Linked DNA regions of Sus scrofa: region 2 is linked to region 1. Evidence: chromatin contacts called from public HiChIP or PLAC-seq data. All regions are on one chromosome and are shown on one strand. Each heading gives the region's core, a stretch centred on a gene start, on an enhancer-like site or on the middle of the called end of the contact. The rest is flanking DNA. Distances are from core to core; before and after follow the strand shown. Region 1 holds the start of COPZ1 (coatomer subunit zeta-1). Region 2 overlaps CBX5 (chromobox protein homolog 5).

What was found. HiChIP or PLAC-seq counts read pairs in DNA pulled down with a chosen protein or histone mark.
Region 2: an H3K27ac HiChIP or PLAC-seq map of skeletal muscle shows a contact between it and region 1. The contact joins the enhancer-like site here to the promoter of COPZ1 in region 1. A contact is called at or near these places in 24 of 47 Hi-C or Micro-C datasets (adipose tissue, alveolar macrophages, blood and 14 more) and 2 of 2 datasets of contacts at active chromatin or transcription factors (alveolar macrophages and skeletal muscle).

The regions. Positions count from the first base shown.
Region 1 is chr5:19,519,246-19,526,108 of Sscrofa11.1, forward strand. COPZ1 (coatomer subunit zeta-1) reads left to right here and starts at 3,322. Exons shown (of 9, transcript XM_001927549.5): 1 at 3,322-3,410. The coding sequence starts at 3,393.
Region 2 is chr5:19,466,148-19,473,165 of Sscrofa11.1, forward strand. All of the region lies in intron 1 of CBX5 (chromobox protein homolog 5), which reads right to left. Among named protein-coding and RNA genes, the nearest start is that of CBX5, 15 kb to the right of the region's middle. Within about 2 kb of position 4,809, at least 38 of the 83 cell types and tissues checked have an H3K27ac peak or open chromatin away from gene starts, as enhancers often do. A contact at or near this core is called in fetal skeletal muscle, omental adipose tissue, retroperitoneal adipose tissue and 2 more, where this site is marked.

The sequences.
Region 1 (6,863 bases), core at 2,072-4,571:
TTTTCAATTACTTGGAGGTCCCATTGTGGCTCAACTGGTTAAGAACCTGACCAGTATTCATGAAGATGCAGGTTTGATCCCTGGCCTTGCCCAGTGGGTTAAAGGATCCAGCATTGCTGCAAGCTGCTGCACAGGTCACGGATGTGGCTTGGATCTGGCATTGCTGTTGCTGTGGCATAGGCCTGTGGCCACGGCTCTGATTTGACCTCTGGCCTGGGAATCTCCACATGCCATGGTTGTGGCTCTAAAAAGACGAAAAAAAAAAATTGTCAGTTACTCCATAAAGAAAGAGGTGCCAACCCCCTCCCACAACCCAAGCACATCACACAGTCTTCCTCCTCAGGATCCCTACAGAACATCTGGATTTGTAAAGGGGACTTCAGGCAGGACTGGGATACATGAGAAGCCACAAGTCAGAGTAGTGGATCATGAGTAAGAACGTGTTTTTATTTTTTTTTAAATTATAATAATAATAATTATTATTATTTTCTTTTTAAAGCCACACCTGCAGGATATGGGAGTTCTTTGGCTAGGGGTTGAATCAAAGCTGCAGCAGCTGACCTACACCACAGCCATAGCAACACCAGATCTGAGCCAAATCCACAAACTATGCAGCAGCACAAGGCAATGCCAGGTCCTTAATCCACTGAGCAAGGCCAGAGATCAAACTTGCATCCTCATGGATGGATATTAGTCAGATTCTTAAACTGCTGAGCCACAATGGGAACTCCAAGTATGTGTTTTTATTATTTATTTATTTATTTGTTTTGTCTGTTCAGGGCCACACTCGAGGCATATGGAGGTTCCCAGGCCAGGGGTTGAATCGGAGCTGTAGCTGTGGCCTATACCACAGCCACAGCAATGTGGGGTCCGAGCCACGTCTGCAACCTACACCACAGCTCATGGCAATGCTGGATCCTTAACCCACTGAGCGAGGCCAGGGATCGAACTTGTGTCCTCATGGATACTAGCAGGGTGTTAACCACTGAGCCACGACGGGAACTCCAAGAATGTGTTTTTAAAACCAGACCATCTATGCTCAAATGCATAGTTATCAATGAACAGTTGTATTGCCTTAAGTAAATTCTTTAACTGTTCTGGACTCCATTTCTGTCATCTTTAAAATGAGAGTAATAACCATTTACTTCATAACACTTCTAAAAATACATTAGGAAGTTCCTGTTTTCGTGCAGTGGAAATGAATCCTACTAGGAACCATGAGGATTCAGGTTCGATCCCTGGCCTCATTCAGTGGGTTGGGGATCCAGCATTGTCATGAGCTATGGGGTAGGTCGCAGATTCAGCTTGGATCCTGAGTTGCTGCAGCTGTGGCATAGGCCGGCAGCTATAACTCCAATTTGATCCCTAGCCTGGGAACTTCCATATGCCTAAGGTGAGGCCCTAAAAAAAAGCAAAAAAAAAAAAAATATATATATATATATATATATATAAAATAATGTGTTCAAAGATTTATCATGTGCCTGGCACATCATAAATGATCACTAAATGTTTCTTTTTTCTCTCTAGGGCTGCAGCTGCCAGCCTATGCCACAACCACGGTAACACCAGATCAAATCTGCATCTGTGACCTATGCTTGAGCTTGCTGCAACACCAGCTCCTTAAGCCACTGAGCAAGGCCAGGGATCAAACCTGCCACCTCAAGGATACTAGTTGCATTCTTAACCCACGGAGCCATAAGGGGAACTCCCAAGTAAATTTTAGCATTATCATTAAACTGCCAAGCCAAGGACTACCTTGTGATGCCAGGCAGGATGCTAAATGTTTGAATAATTCCCCATAGGAACAGATAAAAGCTAAAGCCCTGTTTCTTCCAGATTTGATGCTTGTCCCCTGGGACTTTAACAGAAAATCATATGCCTTTCTTCATAGCATATGTACTAACATAGCTCTGTAGTTTGTTTTGTATTGTTCTATACTTTTTTCTTAGGACATCTTACTCTACTCTGAAATTATTGGAAAAACTCCTAGGTTTGGATGTTCTTCTTGGAGAGTTTCTAAAGACATAATTGTTAGAGATGAGTGTGTGTGTGTGTGTGGTGGTGGTGGTGGCGGGGGTAGGAACACCCACAAAAACCTCTGGAGAATTTTATAAGGCAGCAGAAGGTGTCCCTGACCTAAGCAGGGGTCAGGGACCAAGGAACTGGGGAGTAAGGGAAAGCTAAACTTCATCAAAATCCTTCTCTATTGTGAAATCCATGCATTCAGTAAACTTCTCTTTTCTCATTTTGCAACGGGCTTGTCCCTACTGGAAAACCGCAGACCCTGCTCGCTCTACCCAACCTCATCCAGGATCCTTTATTCCTTTGTCCCTCCTACTCTTTCCTTGCTGGTCTCCAAAGCTCTAACATCCTGTTTCATGTCCGGCTAAAGAAAATGTGCTCTTAGGAGTTCTCTTGGTGGCTCAGTGGTTAACAAACCCGACTAGTATCCATGAGGATGCATGTTCCATCCCTGACCTTGCTCAGTGGGTTAAGGATCTGGTGTTGCCGTCAGCTGTGGTGTAGGTCGCAGACGAGGCTCGGATCCTGCGTTGCTGTGGCTGTGGCGTAAGCCAGCAGCTACAGCTCGGATTTGACCCCTACCTTGGGAATCTCCATATGAAGGATTTAGGGTGCGGCCCTAAAAAACAAAACAAAACAAAAAGAAAAGAAAAAAAGAAAATCCTCTTTTAGAAACTTCCTGGCTTCTTGTCCTTCCCTGGGTCTAGCAAAGTCTGGGACTCCACCTTAGGCAGATCGTTACTGCTGGCAATCAACTCCCAGCGGCCTTGGTGTTTATCTAGTTAACACCCTGGGCATCTTGTGGCTTTACTCTATGGCTGTGCAGACTTTCTGTGAGTATGCTGAAGAGATCTGAGTCTAATGAACAGTTAGTACTAGTACGGTTTGCCAAAGCAACCGTGGACATCAAGGACCTAATGGAGGCTCTGGAATGGGAAGCAGAGTAGGATTCCAAGAGCTGCCAGTGTTAAGGGCTAAAGAGACACAGCGCCCCCTAAAGGAAGTGCGAATTAAAGCTCCTAAATCCGGCCGACGATATCACGTGCCCTCCGCCCAGCCAATTGGAAATTAATAATCGCTTCCTCTGTTCCCCATGGAAACAACCCTGCCCCACTGACCTTCCCGCCCCATTCAGTCGTGAGGTTTTGTCGTTTTATTGAGTGTTTAAACTGACAATCAAATATCTGCGCCTTCTGGCTGGACACCTTGCTTCCGCTAAGCAAGCTAGTAAACTGATTGGTCAGTAAAGCAATAGCTGACACCTGGAAGTCCAATAGCCCGCAGGGTGGGCGGGGTCTAATAAGGACGTAAGGCCAATCAGCGGCGGCGTTGTCTTGGCGGCTCCACGTCGGCACCAGCTGCGGGGCAAGATGGAGGCGCTGATTTTGGTAGGAACCAGAGGGGCAGCCGAGAGGCTATGATGTCCCGAGGGGCCGCGAATCGGGATTCGACCTGAGTGGGAGGGGGTAGAAAGGGGAGTTCGGGTAATCCTCGGGGACCGAACGTTCTTGCCTTCCCCTGGAATAAACATGTGGCCTAGTGCAGTCGTTAAAGCCTCAGTTTAAAGTAGGAAGCTGTGCCGGGGAAAGGGCAGAGTCGGTGGAAAGTTGAAGGGAGCAAGCCCTTGGAGTCCTTAAGACTCATAGGATCATAAGCGTACTGGATTGGGGTCCTTCAGGTTCTCCCTGATTCTGAGCGTTGTAGATAATACCCTGATTTGAATTTCTCCAAATCTCCAGATTCGCCTGAAATTATAAGAATAGAGTGCAGGTGTTTGTCATCACACGCTCCTCTTGATAACTGATACATTTTGACTCTCTCTTGATAATTCAATTCCCTGTCACATTCCTTCAGGAAAAACTATTTTCTTCTTCGGTTTCCTTTTAATTCCTACTATATGGATTTGTCATGATAAAGAATCAGTATTCCATTAAAGTTCTGGAATACCTAGTAAAGTCAGCATGGATTATGGAATATTTTCCCAAACTCCTTATTCTGTTTTTCTTTTCCCTCCTTATTTAAACTTTGGGGATTCTTATTGTAGGATCTGGGATGCCAGTTATTCCTCTGGTTATATGAAAATTTGATGGCTGAAGGGTTGTGTTAGTTCCCTTGTCCATGAGATCCTTTTTACTTGCTCAAAAACAAATGAAAAACTGGGAGTTCCCTTCGTGGCTTAGTGGTTAACCGACCCGACTAGCATCCATGAGGGCCTGGCCTTGCTCAGTGGGTTAAGGATCCGGCGTTGCTGTGGCTGTGGTGTAGGCTGGCAGCTGTGGCTCCGATTCGACCCCTAGCCTAGGAACTTCCATATGCCGAGGGTGCGGCCTTAAAAAGAAAAAAAAAAAATACTGTTATCCCTTCTTTAGAACTAAATCAGAGCATTTCTTTCAAAATAATGCATGCCTCCCCCCTTAATTTTGCATTTTGAGAATGTTAACATATGTGTGTGTAGGTATTTAGCTCCTAGCTCCTTCCTTAATTGAGTCAAACTCTAGGTCTCTTTTTTGTCTTTTTTGTTTGTTGTTTTCTCCTTCAGCTCTCTTTAATCCAGATCTTCTTCAGGTAAAAGAGAATAACAAGTTTCATTTTCCTGCTTTCAAAATGCAAAGATATGATAATTCCTTCCGATTATATGGGTTGGTTAAGTGTAGGTAGGAAGCTTTAAAATCTGATCAGTTTTTAGTAAGATATTTTCTTTACTAAGCCGTCAACCCCTTAACAGACTGGGATAAATTCTAGGGAATTGGTGTCTTTGGAAGTTTTGAGAAATTTTTGGGAGTTCCCTAGTGGCCCAGCAGGACCTGGAGTTGTCACTGCTGTGGCATGGGTTCAGTCCTTGGCCTGGGAACTTATGCATACCGCAGGCACAGCCGAAAAAAAAGAAATGTTTCTTTTTGGCCACCTTGTGGCATAAGGAGTTCCAGGGCCAGTGCTCAGATCCGAGCTGCAGGTGCAAACTAAGCCACTCTTGTGGCAACGGTGGATCCTTAACCCACTGTGCTGGGCCAGGGATCAAACATGCATTCCAGGGCTCCCAAGAATCCTGTTGCATCACAACGGGAACTGCAAAAGAAATTTTTAGATTGCCCCCTAGATCTGTTTAGAAGTCTGCTTAGAGGTAAAGGAGTGAGGGAAATGATACTTGAGAAGACCTTTTGACAAGGGATCTCTTAACAAGTGGTGAATTGAGGGCATTATATGTGAAAGTTTCTGTCAGGTTTTCTCTTACCTCAGTCCTTGTCTCTCCTTCCTCTTTGTTTCCATATTCTTTATATATTTTTTTAGTTAAAAAAATTTTTTTTGGCCACCCCTGGGGGATGCAGAAGTTCCCAGGCCAGGGCTCAAACCCCCTTTATATCCATTTTAATCTATACCTAAGATGCCACCTTCATAGATCCTTGCTAACCTGGTCAGGTACCCCTGAAGTTTGCTTTAGAAACCTTACTGATTCTTTGTCATGAGGAACGTGTGTAACGTGGGGTTAGGGGAAATGGAGGTTTAGGAAAAAAGGCTTCCTCAAGGAAGCACAATGTCAAAACTAGGATTAGATTTTGATTCCCAATCCTCCCAGACCATGTCTCTCTGATGTTATCTCATCGTGGGCTTTCCCCCTCTTCAGTATGCCAAAGTGTACTTTCAACTATCAGTCATATAAAGCTTTGTCTGGGGACAAAGTACCACCAGGTATTAGTTCTTGTGCTGATCTCCATAGTTCTCAGGATATTAAACTAGTATTTTCCTTTCTCTGCGTCAGCTCTTCTCCACATTGTTTTTTTCCTCTTTACTATTTCAGTATATTTTGGACCCCCAATTAAGAATTTATATACCTTTCTCACCATTCTAGCCCTTCTCAGGTGGAGTTCCAGGGGAGAATGAAGCCCTAATGTCCTAAGGCGTTATCGTATGTAATGAATCAGTTCCTCTGTATCCACAATGGTACTGGTTTGGTAGTATCCTTGGGAGAAGTGAGAACAGTATTTAAAAAATCTTCAGTGTTCAGTGGTTCAGATGAGGAATCTGAGAATCAGGTGATATTTCCTAAATTTTAATTTTTCTTCTCTCCACACTCACATACTGGTCCACAGAATTTACCTCCATCTGGTTCAGAATCACCCTTCCTCCCTGTTCCTTTTAATCTCATCCCCTCCTCTGTCTACTCAGCAGCATCCCCTGATTCTTAGGTCACCATCTTCATGAAAAGTATGAAGAATTCACTGGAACTTAACCTTAGTGCCCTACTGAGCTAAAGAGTTTACTGTACCCAGACAGTATTTAACAAGCCACTCCCTAGAGAAGGCAGACAGCTTCTAGAGTTCCTTTAGGCTTCCTCCTCCCACATTTGTTTCCTGGTTCGCCTGGACCTTTGGGGAAATCTGATCAAAGCATATTCTTCTGTCCTCACCTCTGCAAGACATATAGCCATAGGATATTGAGAAGAAGGGAAGAGTGAGCTAGATGGGGTCAAGAAGAATCATCATTCAAAATTTGAGCTGAATATGGGAATTTCTAACTACCAGTAGGCTCCCTTCATTTAGGTACTTTACAGTGAGTCACATTTCTTTCTGGAATTAAGTAATCCAATCCTAGTTTTCAAGCAGATTTGTCCAGTCTTTCTCAGGTCTCTAAGGAAAGACCCTTTCATCTTCTATTGCCAGTGCTTGGTAATCATGCTCCCAGCCTGCATCTTTGAACTCAGCTTCCTCTTTCCTGCTGTTTTCTGCTGGTTCTGTCTTAGTTGTGAATGGAGAGGAATTTGTGCAGGTCACCAGTCTCCATTAATAGCTATGGAATCTTAAAAGATAATGACTTAGCCTCTTCTTCCCTTTCCCCTTTACCTT
Region 2 (7,018 bases), core at 3,559-6,058, 52 kb before region 1:
GCAACACAAATGGAAATTGAGTTAAGCTCAGAAATATGCACAACCAGGGGGTACTCAACAGAGATTCTAGTTTTTAAAATTCCCACATTGTTGCTACCATACCCATTTTTAAGACTTCTTCCTTAACCATGTTAAATGGTGCCTAGAATCTGGATTACAGAGCAGAATTGTTTTCTTAGCTGAACTCCATTTTTATCTTGCCGTAATCTTTAAAGATTTTTCAGCACTCAAAAAATATTTCCATCCTGATCAGAAGACCACCATAGGAATAGGGAAGGCCACTTACTAATCTCAGAATTTTGTTCAAGTAGCATAAAAAGTTGCATTTATCGATTTACTTCATATTGGCAAGATTTAGGGAATTATTTCAAGAGTATACAGTTGGGAATCATACCTGCAGAACTTACTAGCAATAGGTCTGCCCACCCAAAATACTGTTTGTGCCCCTTACTGTTCTGTAATAAAACTATGGTTTTATTAAAATACTTTACTTGGAAGTGGGGTGGGAAAGCAGAGGAATGTTAAGGTAAGGGGTTTCAAAATAATTTTTCCATGAATTCAGAAGAAAGTCCTAAGCTTCAAGCAAAAAAAAAAAAAAAATCTGATTTATTTAAAATAAAAGCAGCCTCCAACCTCACCAGAGACAGGAAATGTCCTATTCCAGGGAGAATACCCCACCCCCACCCCCACTCACCTTGGAATTTCCGGGAGCTGAGCAGTTTAGGTCAGAGCGCTGGGGTTAAAACCAGCCCCGGGTTAGATGCATGCAGTTAAGCATTGTGGCTATGGCCTCCCCTGCCTCACAAGGAAAAACAAGGATTTACATATGTGTTCTTCAGTTTGAGGGAGGAAAGAGGAAAATCTCCCTTTATACCTTCATGCAGAAGAGGAGCCCCAAAGGTAGAAGATGAATGGGGGTTCCCTCCTTTACCTACCGGATCGCCCCAGTTCTTTCTTTCCCTCTGGGCTAACAGGAGGGGCCTCCCCTCCCAGGTCTGGGGCTTGGCGGGCTGGCAGCTCCCCCGCCCCCACCCAGCTGCCTAGGCGCCACTGCGCAGCTGTCCCAGTCCATTGCCATGGCAACTGGCAGCAGTACTAGACTAGGGGGAGAAAGGCAAACGGAAAAGTTAAAAGGCTTAACTTTCCTTTTCAGTGAAGACTGGGTGGAGAAGTTGGAAGGTACCTCCCTTGGCCTCAAGGCTAAGGCTTCAGAGCTCTAGAGAACTGGCTCCAGGGTTTTAAACCCAAAACTTGTGCTTATTCCTTTAAGAACACTGGGAATTAATCAATAGCATTTTAAGATCAACTAACAGGATTATAGCTCAACTAGAAGGGGGGACCGCCAGGGAAAAGCTAAATCCATCTACACATGATCAGAATGAACTGCCCACCCCCTAATCCAGCCCTCCAGAAACATTTCAGACAAGGCCTTTTCTACCATCTGTCACTGAACAGTTAATTAAAATTGTTGGTGTGGGGAGGACCTGGGAATGGGAAGTATTTCAAAGATACTATACAACTTCCTTCTCTTGGGGGATTACTAGAAAAAGAAACAGATTCTGGAGACTTGAAGGGCTACCAAAGAACCTTTCAACTGAAATTAAGGCTAGGAAGAAATTTAATTAAGTAGATTTTTTAAAAGAGGGTAGAGGGAGCATCTAGTCATAACCATTACTGTTAAAACCACTTCTCATTAGTTGTTCTTTTAACTTTTTTTTTGGCCATACCCTTGGCATGTGGAAGTACCCAGGCAAGGGATCAAACCCAAGCCACAGGAGCAACCTGAGCTGCAGAGATGACAATGCCGTATCTTTAACCTGCTGTGCAACAAGGAACTCCTCATTAATTGTTCTTGTGATGTTATAAAACATATTTTAAAATAATTACTATGCACCTGGAACATTAAATTATATAATATAACTTAAAGCTTCATATAGTAAGGATTCTTAATACTTGAGAAAAGGAGAACTGAGACAAAAGAAATACTCAAGAGACTCGCAGTCCCATGAATTTTCTTTTTTCTTGGTCCTAAAGAATGTCTTATTTTTTTTATTTTATTTTTTGTCTTTTCTAGGGCCACTCCCGTGGCATATGGAGGTTCCTAGGCTAGGGGTCCAATCAGAGCTGTACCTGCCGACCTATGCCAGAGCCACAGCAATGCGGATCCGAGCCGTGTCTTCGACCTACACTACGGCTCACAGCAACGCCCGATCCTTAACCCACTGAGCAAGGCCAGGGATCGAACCTGCAACCTCACAGTTCCCAGTCGGATTCGTTAACCACTGTGCCACAACGGGAACTCCCCTAAAGAATGTTTTAGATCTCCAAAACACTGCCCTACTTTACAGACAGACATGGGTCTTTAGAGCTAGAGGCTGCTGTCACAGAAGATTAAGAAAAAGGGACAATCAAAAGCAAAGAATCCAGAGTGGCTCAGCAGGTTAAGGACCCAACATTGTCTCCGTGACGATGCAGTTTCAATCCCTGGCTTTGCTCCGTGGGTTAAGAATCTGGTACTGAGCTGCAGCACAGGCCACAGATGGGGCTTAGATCTAGTGTTGCTGTGGCTGTGGCACAGGCTGAGAGGGGCAGCTCCAATTTGACCCCTCGCCCAGGAACTTCCACATGCTGCAGGTGCCGATGTTAATTTTTTAAAAAAGCAAAGGATCCGTTGAGGAGAAAAATATAATCGTGACTATTTTGGCTATCAGAAGAAATACTAGGACATGAGAGCAAAGTGGACAGTTTTCATCCATAGAGGATTTCTTCAAACTTGAATAGACCCATAAGGAAATGTGAGTAAAAACTGCCCATTTCAACTCTTCCTAACTTTTTAAAACTTTTTGTAGATAACGGATATTTAAATAATGCCACAAGAATTAGATCGGGGTTGTGATTCTGTGATTAACTTGCCATGTGTGATGGTGAGTAAATAAATTTTAGCTCTAACCCCAGAATCACTAAAATGGACCAAATAAATCTCCATTGCCTATCTCCTAGAGAAAAAGTAAGTTTATATTGAAACCAAAGGGCCTTCAAAGAGAAGCTTTTGTAAAAAATATTACAGGACCTAATACAACAGAGGCAGGAAAAATGGGACCTTCCAAATTCCTAAGCCATTAAATCATATCACATGCAGTAACTCCTGCAGTTCAACATGTTCGTTAGACAGCAAGGAAGAACAGTGTCTTTGTTAACTAGGTGCTGGTAAACTAATAACCTTCAGAGAAAAGGCAGATACTCTTTCCCTCAAGGACAAAATTCTTTTCTTTTTTTTTTTTTTTTTTTTTTTTGGTCTTTTTGCTATTTCTTTGGGCCGCTCCCGTGGCATATGGAGGTTCCCAGGCTAGGGGTTGAATCGGAGCTGTAGCCACTGGCCTACGCCAGAGCCACAGCAACACGGGATCCAAGCCACGTCTGCAACCTACACCACAGCTCACGGCAACGCTGGATCCTTAACCCACTGAGCAAGGGCAATGACCAAACCCGAAACCTCATGGTTCCTAGTCGGATTCGTTAACCACTGCGCCACGACGGGAACTCCAAGGGCAAAATTCTTATTCCTTGAAACTAAGACAGGCATTGGAGATAGCAGAATGAAAGGGCTAACAGCAATTCTGTGAAGGGATAAAGGATAGGAAAAAATGACAGCAATATTAACACTTAAAACAAGTGAATTCAACAATAAATTGAATTTTCCCTAAAAAAAATCAGGAAATAAAGGGAGTTCCTGATGTGGCTCAGCAGAAATGAATCTGACTAGTATCCATGAGGACACAGATTCGATCCCTGTGGGTTAAGGATCCAGCATTGCTGTGAGCTGTAGGTCGCAGACGTGGCTCAGATCCCGAGTTGCTGTGGCTATAGTGTAGGCTGGCAGCTATAGCTCCTATTTGACTCCTAGCCTGGGAACCTCCATAAGCTGTGGGTACGGCCCTAAAAAAGAAAAAAAAAAATCAGGAAATAAAGAGCCAGATCAAGTCCTTCCTTCCCACTCTTAAGAACCGCCTAAAAGGCACAAGGCTAAGATCCCTCTCTCTTTGGGAAATGGGTTTTGTAACAGCTGACAAATCAAATTGGGCCTGATGCCAAGAGTCAGAGTCCAACCATAATATTCTGTAAAGAATGGCATGCAATTGTCTTGTAAATCTCCTGGACAGTCACAGATCAGAAGCTGGCAAGGATGACGACATAGTTCTGATGGAATGTGTCTTATCTTAACCTTGAAGTTACAGATCTGCTCAGGAGCAGCAGTAAGAAATGAGAAATGCACTCAGACATCGGAGGGGACATAATTCTCTTCTAGACAGCGTGACCCAGTGTATTAGGGTCAAATGAAACACAAAGCCAGACGGACAATTTAAGGGCTAGTGCCTGGACCAGATAAAGCATCGAGACTGGTGGTTCACGCTGAGCTTGGGAGGAGGGAGCTTTCCAGTGTGAGAAATGAGACATGGCTGGCAGGATGATGGAGTGATTAAGGTAGAATCTTGATACCATGACAGAGGAAGAAGGGCTGAGCCTCTGCACACAACCTTATTATCCTTGTAGAAATCTCCATGGGAAAGGGTGAGCAGCTTCTCAAGTTTCTAGTCGTACAGACATAACAACTCTTAGCCTTTTCTTAAACATACACAGGAACTCTCTGGTAAAGGCATCAACAACTATAGACAGTCCAGCAATTTAACTGCCCATCAGATCATGAGAAAGAGCAGGCAGGGTCCACCAACGCTTCACATAAATGACACAAGGCAAATTCACCTTATAGGCCTCAGAGCACTGGGGGAAAACACCTAAACCAGGGATCTGGTGAGAATTCAGCCTTGGACAAACATCAAAAAGCTTTGTGGTCAGGCACAGTCAGAACCCACATTCCAAGGTGATGACAGGAAACTTCTTTAACAGACGAATCTTCCAGAAAAAAAGGGGGGGTGGTGGTGAGGAGGTGAAGCAGAAAGAGAGGGATTAAAAACAAAACAAAACAAAACAAAACAAAAAAACCCACACATTATAAAGGTAAAAGAAAAAATGGTAAAAGTGCCAGTACTCAGAAATTACAGAAAGGTCATTATACAAAGTTGGCGCAATCCAGAAGAATGGAGGGATGATTAGCTATTTGCATTAACCAATCAATCCTAGAAGCAGAGAACCACCTACATGGGATCTCTGGTATCCCGCTGCTCTGTCTAGTTCAGGCTCCACTCTAGTCCCTCTAGTCACTAATTTTTTCTTCCCTCCCCCCAGTCACTATGCCAGCTGTCCTCGTGGCTTTTCTTAGATCTTGGTGTAGCACATACAAGCAAAAGCATATGGATATATATACACATATAATTCTATATCTTTCTCTAAGCTTTCTTTGTATTGTTTAAAAATGTCAAAATATATAATCACTGAGCTCTCTTCATTTTAGAGTTTTTTTGGGATATGGAAGTTCCCAGGCTAGGGGTCGAATTGGAGCTACAGCTGTTGGACTATGCCACAGCCACAGCAACACTGGATTCAAGCTGTGTCTGCAACCTACACCACAGCTCACGGCAATGCTGGATCCTTAACCCACTGCACAAAGCCAGGGATCGAACCCGCATCCCTGTGGATCCTAGTCAGGTTAGTTAACCACTGAGCCACAAAGGGAATTCCCATTTTAGAAATTTAACATAAATTCTCCAAGGCCACTAAGAAAGCAAAATCCTCTATAAAGAAAGCCATTCTAAAGAGCAGGAAAGAGCAAGGGCATATTAAAGGTCCCTATCACATTATTAATTAAATATGCCCATGATGGGTGACTTTAGTTGGTCCAGGCTTGATAAATTCCCATTTCTCCCCTAAGGCCCTTGATGAAACCTGTTGGCTTATATGAAGATTAAAGTGTCAGCTACAACACTGTCTTTAAGGCATCTTCTTTATAGCCATATTGTAGAAAATAAAACAGATGAAAAGAAACTAAATTTACAGAACCATTTTAATCTGGTCTAAGTTCTTTGCTCTTTATGGATCTACAAGTACCATTGGCTTTAGGTTTGTAATACATACAGCATAAAACTAAAATACCCTTTATAAAGATGTTTTCTTCCACTAGATTTATGATTTCCAAAGTATTAGGCATGTGGCACTTTAACAAAAACACAGTATAGAGATGCACATTACAGCTGTCCTGGCTGTCTCAGGTTTTGTTAAATGAGCTGATAACTATCACTCCACCTCCACCAAAAGCCTATGAGCACCCAATTCAAAAGGAGTTAAAAGCTTTTTAAATGTCTGTTTAAGAGACTGGATTAGGAAAGAGTTGAGGAGGAAGATTAACTGTGGTCGTTAACACCCCTATCATTAACAAGCCACAAACAGACAACACAAACTTTATTAATAGAGAGGAGTGTGGAAAGAGGAAAGGCTCTCCCTTGGCTAACACAGCTCCAGTTTGTGATTCTTTAAAAATCAGGCCAAGGCACTGTTTCAGCCAGTCACAGAATTATTCTGGGGCCAAGTATCCTATTTGTTGATTATCTAAGACTCTTGCTCCAGCGAGCAAGGGAGTAAAGAGACATTTGTTCTTTTAGATTAAAACATATAGATTATAAATAGAGATAAAGGCTGCCTTATAAATTTCACTTAGCTATACTGTCCTCCAAGCTCTGACCACCACTAAAAATATAAATGAAAGTGTATTACAGCAATTCTCAGAACTGCTCAAAAGTTTTAAGTATGGTTCACTGGAATATTTAGCAGTAACATACAAATTCTTGATGTCTTAAGAAAAAATGGGTAATAGCAACATTTGAGTAGATTACCATGAAACTTCAATTTTCACATACCACTCTGGCAGGTCATATTCACAAAATATGGAAGGGTTAAAAAAGAACTGAAATGTCCACCCCCAAATAAAATTATGGTCATAAGGTATTTTCCAAACAGCCATAAAATTAAAGACTATGCTTATCTAGCTTGTACACATTTTGGACATCAGCAGCTTAAGGGTTACCAGGGCCCCATCAGGTCATTTCAACAAATCCTCTATTTTAAG